Linked DNA regions of Zea mays: all the other regions are linked to region 3. The links are chromatin contacts, called in public Hi-C maps. All regions are on one chromosome and are shown on one strand. The core of a region is the stretch at or near the end of the contact, and the rest is flanking DNA. Distances in the headings are between cores, read along the strand shown.

Region 1 (3,787 bases), core at 679-3,178, 950 kb after region 3:
CGAACTTTCAAACCTTTATGGACATCATCAAGGAAAAATGTGCACAACTTCTCGACACCCCTACTTGTACTGGGGAGGTCCTCTTCGATGACCTTTTTTCCTGTATATTTGTCAGGATGATGTTTCTGCCTGCCCCATTCTCTCACTCAACCTCTAGTTCCATACCCATATCCTCCTCCTATGTATCCCTACCGATTTCCATGATTTGTTTGATGGGAGCAAAAAAACCCTGTCTGAACTTGGACGACAATTATAGCTCTACATCATAGTAAAGAGTGGACTCACCATAGCATATTGATCGTTATAGGGCAAGAGCTCAATGAAATGGGATTGATCTAGCAACAAGTAGCAGCGAGTCCCCACCTACATAGAAAGAAATGTTAAATAAGATCTACAAGACTAGTAAGAGGATTTCTCAAACTAAATTATTTAAGCAATTTAATAATTGATGGATTGTTCCATATCGACATAGACTAAGACAAAAAGGTATGTAGAAATTAGCCTTAAAAAACTAACAAAGCAACTTAAACTAGAGGGGAAAAGGCATAAAAAAGGTGGAGGAGGAAAATGAGAAAAAAAACTTAGTTTATTAGTTATACTAGTCGGATGACTGTGTATTGTTACGGTTTTTATATAACATTAGTAAACTTTATTTTAATAAAACATAAAAATATGTGTATTTTATTGGTTAGATTAGTGTGAATATGGTGTCACAATCAAGTTTTGAACCCCATTTAAGCATAATTTTACCTTATTTTTAGATAAAGCGGGAAGAGGAAGAACGACACACTACGACGATAGTAAACGTGGAACTATATAAACTGATGATTTATATAGTATAGAAAAGATTAATAAAATACGTGTTTTTAATTTTGATGGTTATGTTATATAATTTCTAATTGTTTTTCTTACGTAATTGCATTTGTTTAAATATATAATTAGATGTATTTTTTTTTATTTTAATAAAACAATATAACACCGAGAGCAAGCGCATAGCAGGTGAGGTCAGGTCAGTTTGCGGAGATCAATTGGGAAGGAGGCTGACACGTCGGCCGGGCCGCACTCCCCCACGTTGCAAAACAAAGAGACGGCACCACTCCAGGATGGCGACACGGACGCCGCCGCGACCATCCTTTGCTCACCTGGGCCCCACGCACAACACAATCCGAGGCAGGGCGGCAGCGCGGGTGCGAGTCGCGTCACCCGTGACGGCCCGATTCCGTCCATGTACTAGTGCGCGAGCCATCCGAGTGAGCAATGAGCATACGCGACTGACGTGCGGGGCAAGGTGGTTCGTGGGCCCACGCGTCGGTTGATGGGCGCGACGTGGTAGCGGTGGCGTGAGGTGCGCCGCCGACCGCATAGAGGCATGCGCACTTGCACAGGCGGCCATGGATTCTTCCAAGCGGCTTCGTTTGGTCGAGTCGCCTTTTTCGCTGTAAGATCCTTGCTGGATGTCGGATTTACGGACAAGGACAACAACAGATTCTCTTCTCTTTGGCCTCACGTAGACGTATTGCAGACAGATGCTCCGACAAATACAAGCTTACAATTCTTTACCATCAAACCAAAGTAAAAAAAATATACCATAGAACAACTCAAAATTGTCGTGTTAATCAGCTACTTTCTCTTACAAACCGGCAAAGTTTAGAGAGAGCCAACATATATGATAGTAGAACAAAATATCACTGGCTGTTCACATGTGCCAGATTATCTATTTTTAGTTTCCTTTTTTTATTATTTCAGTGGTTTCCATGAATAGTTTCTGCCCTTTTTATGTTCCGTAAAAGCTTATTCAAAATAAACCGTTGCTGGACTCCGAACAAACTTGGCATCCGCTCTGCCCAAGGAAACGAAAGGGAGGGAGAGCGACTTTTTTTCCATTAAAAAAGCCCCCCGAAGGAATGCTGTAATTGCCCCTCTCTGCTCTGGTTGCCAAGGCAAAGGGCCACACCCTCACCTCAGCATCTCTCTGCTCCACTTCTCCTCGTCCCCGTCCGACATCGCATCGCATCGCATCACCGCCTCTCGCTTTCTGCCCATCAGCCCTCCCTCTCTCTCCTGCGTCTCCGAGGCGCGGACGACGGCGACGACGCGAACGCCCCCGCCGCCTAGGTATCTCCTTCGCCCTCCTCCCCATCCGTCGTGGCGCGCGCCCGCCTCCCTCTCGGTCGGCGTCGTCGTATTTTACCGGCGCCGGCGGTTTCGTTTTCGTCCTCGTATGCGCCAGCGAAGTTTGCGCGAAAATCTCTCTCCTTGTAGTCCCCGCGGGTTCTTCCACGCTCGTTTTCACGAATTTACGATTATTAATTTCAGTTCTTGTCGCGGTGTGGGGGGTGTCCGCTATTTAATCCTTCGCTGGCAGCAAGTTGATCCTTCCCAGCTCCGGCTCAGTGTTCCGGAGAGGTGCAAGGTGGAAGGTTGGTATGGCCTTCTAGTTTATTGTCTTCGTACTGAGCCCACCCTTCGTTTGCCCATGGAGAACTTGAGAGATCGTTCAGTTCTTAGCTCAACCCGTGCCCTTGCGGTTGATGAGGTGCGCACGCGAAACTGGATATACTTGTTAGTGGAGCGGCGTCGCGTCTCTATTTTTTTAAATCTGGAGAATCGTTCTGAGTCAGATCTTTGATGGTGTCTGAGGCTCTGGGTCTAGGTGAGAGGAGTGGAGCCTGAATTGTGCTGCAGCTTCTGTCTCATTTTGGGGTTCATGTCTGCATTGAGGAGATTTTCAACCCGTTGTCTTAGTGAAATCACTCATAATTCCTCTTACCTTGTGACAGAGTCTGCCTCTGAACACTGTGAATTCCCATCCATTGTTTATTTGTGGAGAAGGTGTAGAAGCGCTTCACAAAGTTGCGCTTCATGAAAACAACGATCTTAAACTTATTGACTAGAGAGTTACGTTTATGAACAATATAGTATCTTCAGAAGAAGAATGTATGGTTGGTTTCATCTTGGCTCCCTAATTGGATCACATGTAGTTTAGGTATACAGTAATGTTCCTACGTCTCCTACAATCGAAAGACAGTGGCAGGATCACCTCTACACGCGCATGGTTCGTTCTCTCTGGTCCATCCCTTCTGTTCGTTTGACCCCAAAACTAAGGGAACTGTATGGAGGATTAAATCCCCTGCAAGGCAAAACCCCTCTCAAACCTCTCCAATTCCCTTGATTTTGTAATCAAATGAACACGGCAGGCTGCTTTCCCTTTGCAAGTTCAATGGAGTAAAAAGCTCTGCTCATTTGACTGTTCCTTTCCAGTGAATCTTCTGACCTCCTCTCTCGTAGTTTAAATTATGTTCAATATCTTTCTTTGTAGTTGCTTTTGCTCACGAAAGGCATACGAGAGTACCATTACGCATCATTTGAAATTTTCTTAATGGTTTTATCTGGTGAATTGAAACCAAGTTCCATTTTGCTTGTTGGGATTGAGATGAACCTAGAATATTCTTGCCCTATATTTAATTATATTCTGACTCTAAAAAAATAACACTGACCTATAGACCCACTTCAGATATACTCTAGTCCTTACTTTTTGCAGAGATCCATACAGGTTAATATTATTGTTCCTGATACAAAGTTGCAACCTGTGGCATGCATGATGATATTTTGGCTTCTGCGTTCATTTTTGCAGGCACATTTGCTGGGAATTAGGGCAATCAACGTTTAAGTACATGTGGTCTACTGCTGTTTGATTATTACTGGTAAGACTCGTAAGCTTCAAATTCTGCCACTTTTTATGGCAGGAACTTAGTCCCTACTTAGTATATATGTCGTGCAATGGTTT
Region 2 (4,044 bases), core at 738-3,237, 640 kb before region 3:
TGCTGATACTATACTCCGTGACTCGCCGTGGTTATCCCAAACCTTATAACCTTGAACATACCCATGACTGCAAAGGTGTAGTGCCACAGTTCTCTTGTCATGTGACTGGATGTTCCCACATTTGGTGCATGGGCACCTAATCACAGCGTGGGTTGACTCTCCACGAGCGTTCTCTAAAAACTTTTCTGTCTTCTGAAACCATTCCTTTGTGTGACATCCGCCCTTCTTCCAACCAGCATACATCCACTCACGGTCATCTTCCATGACTAGGATGGCTCAGTTTTGCTGTTGTGTAAACCACCAACCAAAAATTCAGCATATAAGAGCGATGCACGTGGCTTAGGTGATAACCCTACTATAGGAAAGGACATAAACCCACCCGAGAATGGAGGCGGCCGCATGCGACTCGTGACGTGCCCGATGGTCCGAACGAAATTTCGGCAGCATAACCCCGCTGTTCTCCGAACACACGCCTATCATGGTGCGACGGAGAACAACTGGGTTATGCTGCTGAAATCTCGTTCGGACCAACGGACACGTGCACGAATCACATGCGGCCACACCCATTCTCCGGCTGTCCAAATACGTGGACAATCCCGGAACCACGCACATCACAAGTAATCTTGTGTTTGGACCGAATGAAACTATACAATCTATGCATCCATAGATTGTCTAGGTGCATTAGGCCCAAACATATGAATAAATGTGATGCATGTGCATGCTTCCAGAACGGGTGACGCCTAGGGTTAACTACTGGTCTGCGCACTTAACCCTAAAACTCTAGGAAAATAAACAGTGTATCATACTAATCAAACTACCACAACGTAGTTAACTCCCGTCGGCTTAATCAATACAATCAACCAACCGACGGGAATAAACATATTTTCGATATAAATATAAATATATATCGCAATGATATAATTTTAAATGATTTCAATCTTACTGTCTCAGTGGAGGTTGCAGCGGCGTCGGGGGAGGGGACGGGCGGGGGCAGCGGCGTCGGCAAGCCGCGGCGGAGGACGGGACGGGCGCGGCGGGGTCGGCGGCGGCGGCGTAGGCGCTGGCGGCGCTCGGGCGGGGCGGCGCACGGCGGCGGCGGCGCAGGCTCGGGCGGCGCTCGGGCGCACGGCGGCGGCGGCGCAGGCTCGGGCGGCGCTCGGGCGCTCGACGGCGATCGGCGGCGGCGCGGGATGAGTGGCCGGCGATGGAGAACGACCGCGCGATGAATAAAGCCTGGGCGAGTGGCCGGCGCGCGCGTTTTAGCCGGGCCCGCCCTAAACCCCGTCGGCCGTAACGAAGCCGACGGGAGATAATGTAGCTCCCGTCGGCCTCCGGACTAACCGACGGGAGTTATTTTATCTTCCGTCGGCTTCGTTATGGCCGACGGTAGTTAATTAACTCCCGTCGGCAACCCTAAAAACCGACGGAAATTATTATGGCCGACGGGAGTATTCAGTTTTGCTGTTGTGTATGGTGCTCAACAGCAGCCAACAGAGGTAATACATGACAGTGAAACAGTAGAAACTAGCTTTATATAGTACATAATAATGACCAGAGAACATGTTAGGAGTGTTAACTCAATCTGTCAAACACAAGCTGAACTTTTTAAAGGGATAACACAAGTTAAATTGAGGTAACAGTCCAGGAAAGCTTGACAGACGTTTGTTTAGCTTAACGTTTTAAGACTGTATTTAACCGATCGTTCATATGACCATAAAAAATATAAAATACTGTTTTGACACTATTTATATTAAAAATTTAAAATAAAGAATGTAATAGAAGATATGATCTCACGCGCACGCGCTCAACCAAAGCAAGACCCGTGGAGCGCAAGCGCCTGTGTACAGCGGGCTAAAGTCCAGTACAGCGACCCGGAACAACGGGGCAGCACTCACCCGGCCCGGCTATGAGCCCAATACGGGCCCACTTTGTACAGCGAAGCGAGCAAACCCCTTCTTCTCGCCTTTCTGTCGCGCTTCTTCTCGATCTTGTTCGCGGAGAGGGGTGACGTGATTGACGATTTTGACTCGAATCATGGTGTGCATCTCTACCAGATAGAGAGCTGACCTGAGGTGGAGACGCGGATCGTGGCTCCTGGGGTGGAGGTACAAGCGTACAGCTCAATAGGAGATCAAGAGTAAAGAGTGTGGGGAGGGGAAGGACGCGATATCGGGGGAGGATGGTGCTTGTGCTTGCGCTGGGGGATCTGCACATCCCGCACCGGGTGCCCGACCTGCCCGCCAAATTCAAGTCCATGCTCGTGCCCGGCAAGATCCAACACATCATCTGCGCTGGCAACCTCTGCATCAAGGTATCCTTTACCTTCCTCTCTTCGATCGATCTTACAGTCCTCATATGTTCAATTTTGTTGCGCTGGCTAGGTCCTATTGCTGTGTGGATAGTTGCATCACGAGAGAAATCATAATGGTTCTTAGGTCGCTGGGATCAGTAGCTTCGCTGTATGATTCTACTGCAGTCGTTTGTTTGGTTCAGTTGCCCAGCGTGTGTGTGGTTATTTTGGGCTCCAGGATAGCAATATCATCGATCTGGTCTCTATAAGACTATAACCGGATTTCATCTTGTGGTTTTTCGTTTTTGTTGTGGCAAAGTGAACTGATGATCGATGGACCCAATGATCAGTAATCGTACGATCACTACTTTGCATGATCAGTACACCAATGGCACATCTTACTGCTTATAATCATTAGAACTCTTTGCAGTTCTTGTTAAATTGTCAAGGGAAAATTTTCAGCCAGCATCATGCTCGCCATGTCTATGTTTATTATGCATTATGCAAGTGTAATAAGTTGTGGATTAACCTGAATACCATTCATACAGTAGATTGTAAAGTATATTGGCAAGTTGTTCTTAATCACACAATCTTCACAATCTCCAGGAAGCAAAAGTATCATTTCCCGATGGCTAAATTGCTACCTGTTCAATTTTAAGTTCTTGTCATCATATAAGCATGCCAGTTGAGATGTTTGTATTTGGCATAGTTTAATCTTCTCTACTAATATAGTTTATCAGATGTTTGCTCATAAGTCATAAGCCACAAGCCATAGCATAAGTCCCAGATCCTCTGGCTGAGCGTATTTGTGATCTCTAGAGTACAGTGGACTTAGGGTTAGGACTTAGGACCAAGAAGTTGTCATCTATTTGGCATCATTTTATCTTCGAATATTGTAGAAGGTGAAGGTGAAGTCGAAGCTAGGACAGATAGGCTATTATATCTTGGTTTTGCTTACAAAAAGTTTGTACACAAAATGACATATACTTCCCCCAGTCAAATAAACATGATGTTTCTGAAAGGACAATTAGCTTGTTTGCTGCTTGTCCTAAACATAGTGCTTTAGATAGTGCTTGGTTCTGAAGTATGGTGGGACGGAAATTGGTTCCATGTAGGACAGAGTGGCTCTAAAAAGAAAAAAAATTATGTTTAAATGTTCAACCATCTGGCTCCCCAAAATCTCCTGGACAGAGCCGCTCCCTGGCATGGAGCCGCTCCATCCAACTAACTCCGGAACTAAACACTACCTTAGTGACTACAGGGAGTAATTTGGCCTTTTTTATATGTTGTAGGTTAATAGCTTTAGCTTAAATTGAAAATACACCAACTTCGAAAGCTTTCTATGTTGGAAAGAGTGTTTGACATGCTTGGCTTATCTTTCTGTGCCATCATTGATTTACTGAATTATCATTTTGGAACTGGAAATAGATGAAGAACTTTCCCCCAGTCGCATATACGTGGGAGATATGGTAATGCAGATCCTAGCTTGTTCGCTGCGGCTTTAATCCGGCTACGACTTTGTCATGGACCTTCGGTCCATGGGGGTAGCTGTCTTCTCCGGCGAGGTTATACCCCTCTGCCGCAGGCTTGGTTCTAGGGTAGCAACCCTAGGCGCTTGAGAGTCTGTCATGAGAGAGAGATTGGTTTGATAATATATTCCTTATTCCTTTGTCTCCTGCGTACAGGCCTATATATAGGCCACCGGTTGACCAACTAGGCAACCACTAATTAGGCAAGTGACTAATTGGAATTAT
Region 3 (4,143 bases), core at 622-3,121:
CACACCACACGGACGGTCCGCCCTTGGTCCCGGACGGTCCGCGCCAGCTCTATAATTCTTTTTGCTCAACTTGTCACCTTCGGGCTGAACCAGGTCTTCACATGCGGAAAGTCCGTGAATTATAGCCGGACGGTTCACACTGTATAGCCGGACAGTCCGCGGTTTAGTCGGACTATCCACGATTTTCAGTTCCTGGCCGAAGTCGAAACGCTGTCGCGGACGGTCCGCCAGAAGGGGCCGGACGGTCCGCGCTAGGCAATTTCAGAACTTGAGTTTCTAACTTCCCGTTGATCTTTGAACAATCTTCTCCATGTTGCTTTGGCTAAACTTGAGAGAGATCCCGTGACTTAGAAAAATATCTCAAGTGGTTTTCCATCCAGTCTAAGTCAAGGATCATGAACACTTTGATTCTTTTACTCATATTTCTTCTTTTGCTCAAACTAGCTCCAAAATAGCGATATGTTGATTTTGAGCTTTTCAACCTTTCTAAAAGTGTTGAATACGTTCCTCGGGGTATTTTGAACTTATCCAAGGAGTAGAACTATTGGTAGTTCATCTATCTCATGGTTTACCCCTATTTGGTTGAATCTGAGCTGATTCTGACTTAGAAACTGAACTGTTGAATCTTATGAACATGTGAATCAAAGACTAGGCAAACTAGTTAGTCCGAATGATTGTGATGGTCATCAAGTACTAAAAAATAAGAAATGGTTTAAGGCCATTTCCCTTTCAGGTAGTTTGTCCCATTGAAGAACAGAGGTTTGCTAACACCTCGTTCCATATCGCATCCGAGGATCCAAACCTATTAAGGTGGAGAGATCCTTAACCGGCTCCGATACCAATTAAAGGACCGTGAGGCGACAGGAGGAAGGGTGAATGGGAGCCATTAAAATTTTCTTAATGAAGAGCTTGTGGCTTTCTGGAATGCAATCCAAACCTCTAGGGACACCAAAACGCTCCAAAAAGGAACAACTCAATAAAGTGTCGATTGGCTGCTCCAACCAAGTTCTTGAGAAGAGTATAAGCTTGAAGGAACAAAAGAACTTGATTTGGAACCTAAACTTTTAGAGGAGACTCCAAAGGAAAACCTTCAAGGACGAGCGACAGTGCTAGGGCAAAGTACGAATATTATCTTTCCATACTTGAATTCAATTCGTCTAAAAGGGATGAAATCCGATCCGTATTCAAATCCGAATATTTCGTATCCAATTTATAGTCGTATTCGTATACTCAAATTAAATATTTAATATGTCGATATCCATTCGATAATATCCATCCCATCTGAATCCGTAGAAAAAAAAATGAAAACAGGTATGATACAATATCAGCATGTATCCGACCCAATTACACCCATACCCAAAAGTTTCTAACCAACACGTTTCATGGTTAGCTAAATAAAAATTGATTTAATTTAAATCACTTTCCAGTCATTTTTAGGGTGGACAAAATACTCATGGCTCGTCAGCTCGGTCGGCTCGACTAATTTTCATTTTATCACGAGCTGAGCTAGCATCTCAGCTTGATTTGTTAACGAGCCACCTCCTTAACTCGAACAAGTATTTATCAGCAAAACAAAACCTTTATTTGTATTGGATGAACTAATAAGTGATTAACTATATTAATTTGGTGTTGAATTGATGTGGAAATTGAATTTGTAAGTATTATTACTCTTTTCTAATATTTAATTGGTCTAAAGTTAATTAGCAATTAATTATATTGTTGTATACATATTTGTATATTTTTTTGTTTATGACTCGCGATATAAACGATCCATCTCAAACTCACAAATAAGCAAAGCGGAGCCGATTTTTCAGTTTGGTATCTTAACGATCGAGATTTTTCAATGTCTCTCGTCTGAAATGGACTGGACTGAAACAAAAAACATTCGGGGACGCGCCTGCTTGCTTCTTTCCCCAAACCCCAAACCGCAGGTAGGAAGCAAACCGCACGCCCCGCTCCAGAACGGATCCTCATCTCTCACGTTGTCACCACAGTCTGAATCCAGAATCCAACTAGTAGCTCCATAAAAGCGGCAATGATCCAGCTGCTGTTCGTCGTGCTGGTGGCGGAGGCGTCCCTGACGGCGGCGCTGCTCTTCAAGACGCCGCTGCGGAAGCTCGCCGTGCTAGTGATCGACCGGCTCAAGCGCGGCCGCCACGCGCCCGTCGTCGTCAAGACGGTCGCGGGCGTCATCCTTGCCCTGCTCGCTTCAACGCTCTACAGCATGACACAGATCGCCGGCAGCACGAGCGACTCCGACTCTGGCGGCGGGCCCACCCCCACCGACCAGGTGCTCTTCTCGCGTCACCTCCTGGAGGCGTGCCTCATGGGTAGGTCCTGGTAACGCGCATCAGCCCACTCGATCACGTTCATTACGCCTTGTCCATGCGGGCTCCTCTATCCCCTTTTTTATTGGTCTCGATTCCCTGTTTATTGCTTGCTTGGGTAGGGGTGTGGTGAGATCTGGGTGTGATGAATAGTCTGTGACAATCTAGGTTGGTGGGGTGTACTGCTATCTTGCTTATTCAGGTGGCTGTTCAAGCGGTTGTGTTGATGTAAGCTGGTAACCCGGGCAGTAACTAGTTTTTAAGCTTTCAAATATTATTAAACAGATCAAGGTCTTTTTGGTCTAAAAAAGAAAAGAGCATCCATTCTTTGACCCTGCGTAGGGGATTAAAACTTATAACATTCTTATGCATCTGTTTGTGAGTAAATGTAAAATTGTAAGGTCCAGCTAGTAATTTTATCCTGAGGAACTATTTCGATCCAAGCTATACAGCTTCCCCATCTCACTCCACAGTGCAAAAAAAGTGCGCACAGAGTTTGTTGATGGGAGGTGAAGTACTTGTTGCATCAGCATTGGGCACATTCAGAATTTCTTGTTCTGGTGTATTCTGTATATATGTTGCAATGAAATTTCTACTGTGCATATGACTCCAGTAGAATGTGGTTATCTATCATGTCCTTTTTACGCATGCACCCTTTCCCTCTTAAAACATTGTGCTAAATGTTTCAGCACTGAATTCATGTTATCTGCCCCATGTTGAAGTCTGAGCTGAGTACTATTCTTTCAGGGTACTCCTTATTTCTTGCTCTAGTGATTGACCGGCTCCACCAATACATCAGAGATTTGCGCCGGTTTAAAAAGGACTTAGAGGCTGTACGTAAGCATAATAAAATGTTGGAGGAGGCAAAACATGGAAACTCGGAGGAGGCAAAGAAATACCAGGAAGAGATTGCCACTCTGAACAAGGAGATGAAGAAACTGAAGCTACAAGTCCAAGAAAAGACAGAAGAGGTCCATGTTTCAGAGGACAAGGCACTTGCTATCCAAAAACAATCCGAAGGCTTGCTGACTGAATATGACCGCCTGCTGGAGGATAATCAGCATCTTCGGACACAGCTGCTGTCAATTGACCGCAGGCTTTCCAACTCTTCTTGAACGAAGAGTCTATTTAGGGGATGCTGAAGAATTTCTGTGGAAGATCATGTTACCACCCAAAGTGTATGGCAGCTACCTGCTTCCTCACTTGTTAGTCTTAGCATCTTCAATTAACTAGCTATTGCATTATATTGTTGGCAAAACTAGTGCAAGCATTATATGGTCTAGAACTTTGGAGTTTCTCTTGTGTGTTTCTTGTAATGCCTACTTTTTATGTGTGCTTATAGTGATTACTGTTTTGAACAGAATTTTATGATTATTGCAGACGGGCATTCACATGTTGAAATCATGAACTCTGCTCCATGAGGTTCCCAGACTATTTTAAAAGTTGTTATTGAGTAAAAAAAGATGTACCTCAATAAAAAAAATTCAAATCAGAATCTTTTTCGTTTTAGAACGAGAACTTATCAAGCTAAGCCTGAAGCAGCTGAAAGGATGGTAACCATGGTTATCTGTCCAAGCCCAAAATATATAAACATTCTTAGCACTATCTGTTGGTGAGCAGTTCTTTGGTTTATTCTGATTTGTAAATGATATTAGTCAGTCAAGAAAAAAAATGGAATAAAGTTAAACGTAGACTGAGAGTTTAGAGGTACATAAATTGGCATAAAATTCAAAATGTATTGCATGTGCCAGAAATTTAGGCATTCATGTTAGGTAGGCAGATATTCTATTTAAAAAAAATTAATCATGGTCCATGG

What was found. Hi-C and Micro-C count contacts between places; a contact is called where the count stands out from the background.
Region 1: a Hi-C map of tassel shows a contact between it and region 3, with 3 times the contacts expected there. The contact joins the promoter of LOC100383395 here to the promoter of LOC100384252 in region 3. A contact is called at or near these places in 2 of 25 Hi-C or Micro-C datasets (ear and tassel).
Region 2: a Hi-C map of endosperm shows a contact between it and region 3, with 3 times the contacts expected there. The contact joins the promoter of LOC100192764 here to the promoter of LOC100384252 in region 3. A contact is called at or near these places in 6 of 25 Hi-C or Micro-C datasets (bundle sheath, ear, endosperm and 2 more).

The regions. Positions count from the first base shown.
Region 1 is chr5:142,501,495-142,505,281 of Zm-B73-REFERENCE-NAM-5.0, forward strand. LOC100383395 reads left to right here and starts at 1,929. Exons shown (of 3, transcript NM_001176050.1): 1 at 1,929-2,115; 2 at 3,635-3,704.
Region 2 is chr5:140,908,313-140,912,356 of Zm-B73-REFERENCE-NAM-5.0, forward strand. It overlaps LOC100192764, which reads left to right and starts at 1,988. Exons shown (of 3, transcript NM_001137960.2): 1 at 1,988-2,311. The coding sequence starts at 2,180.
Region 3 is chr5:141,548,600-141,552,742 of Zm-B73-REFERENCE-NAM-5.0, forward strand. It overlaps LOC100384252, which reads left to right and starts at 1,872. Exons shown (of 2, transcript NM_001176818.1): 1 at 1,872-2,330; 2 at 3,075-3,728. The coding sequence starts at 2,036. The coding sequence ends at 3,442.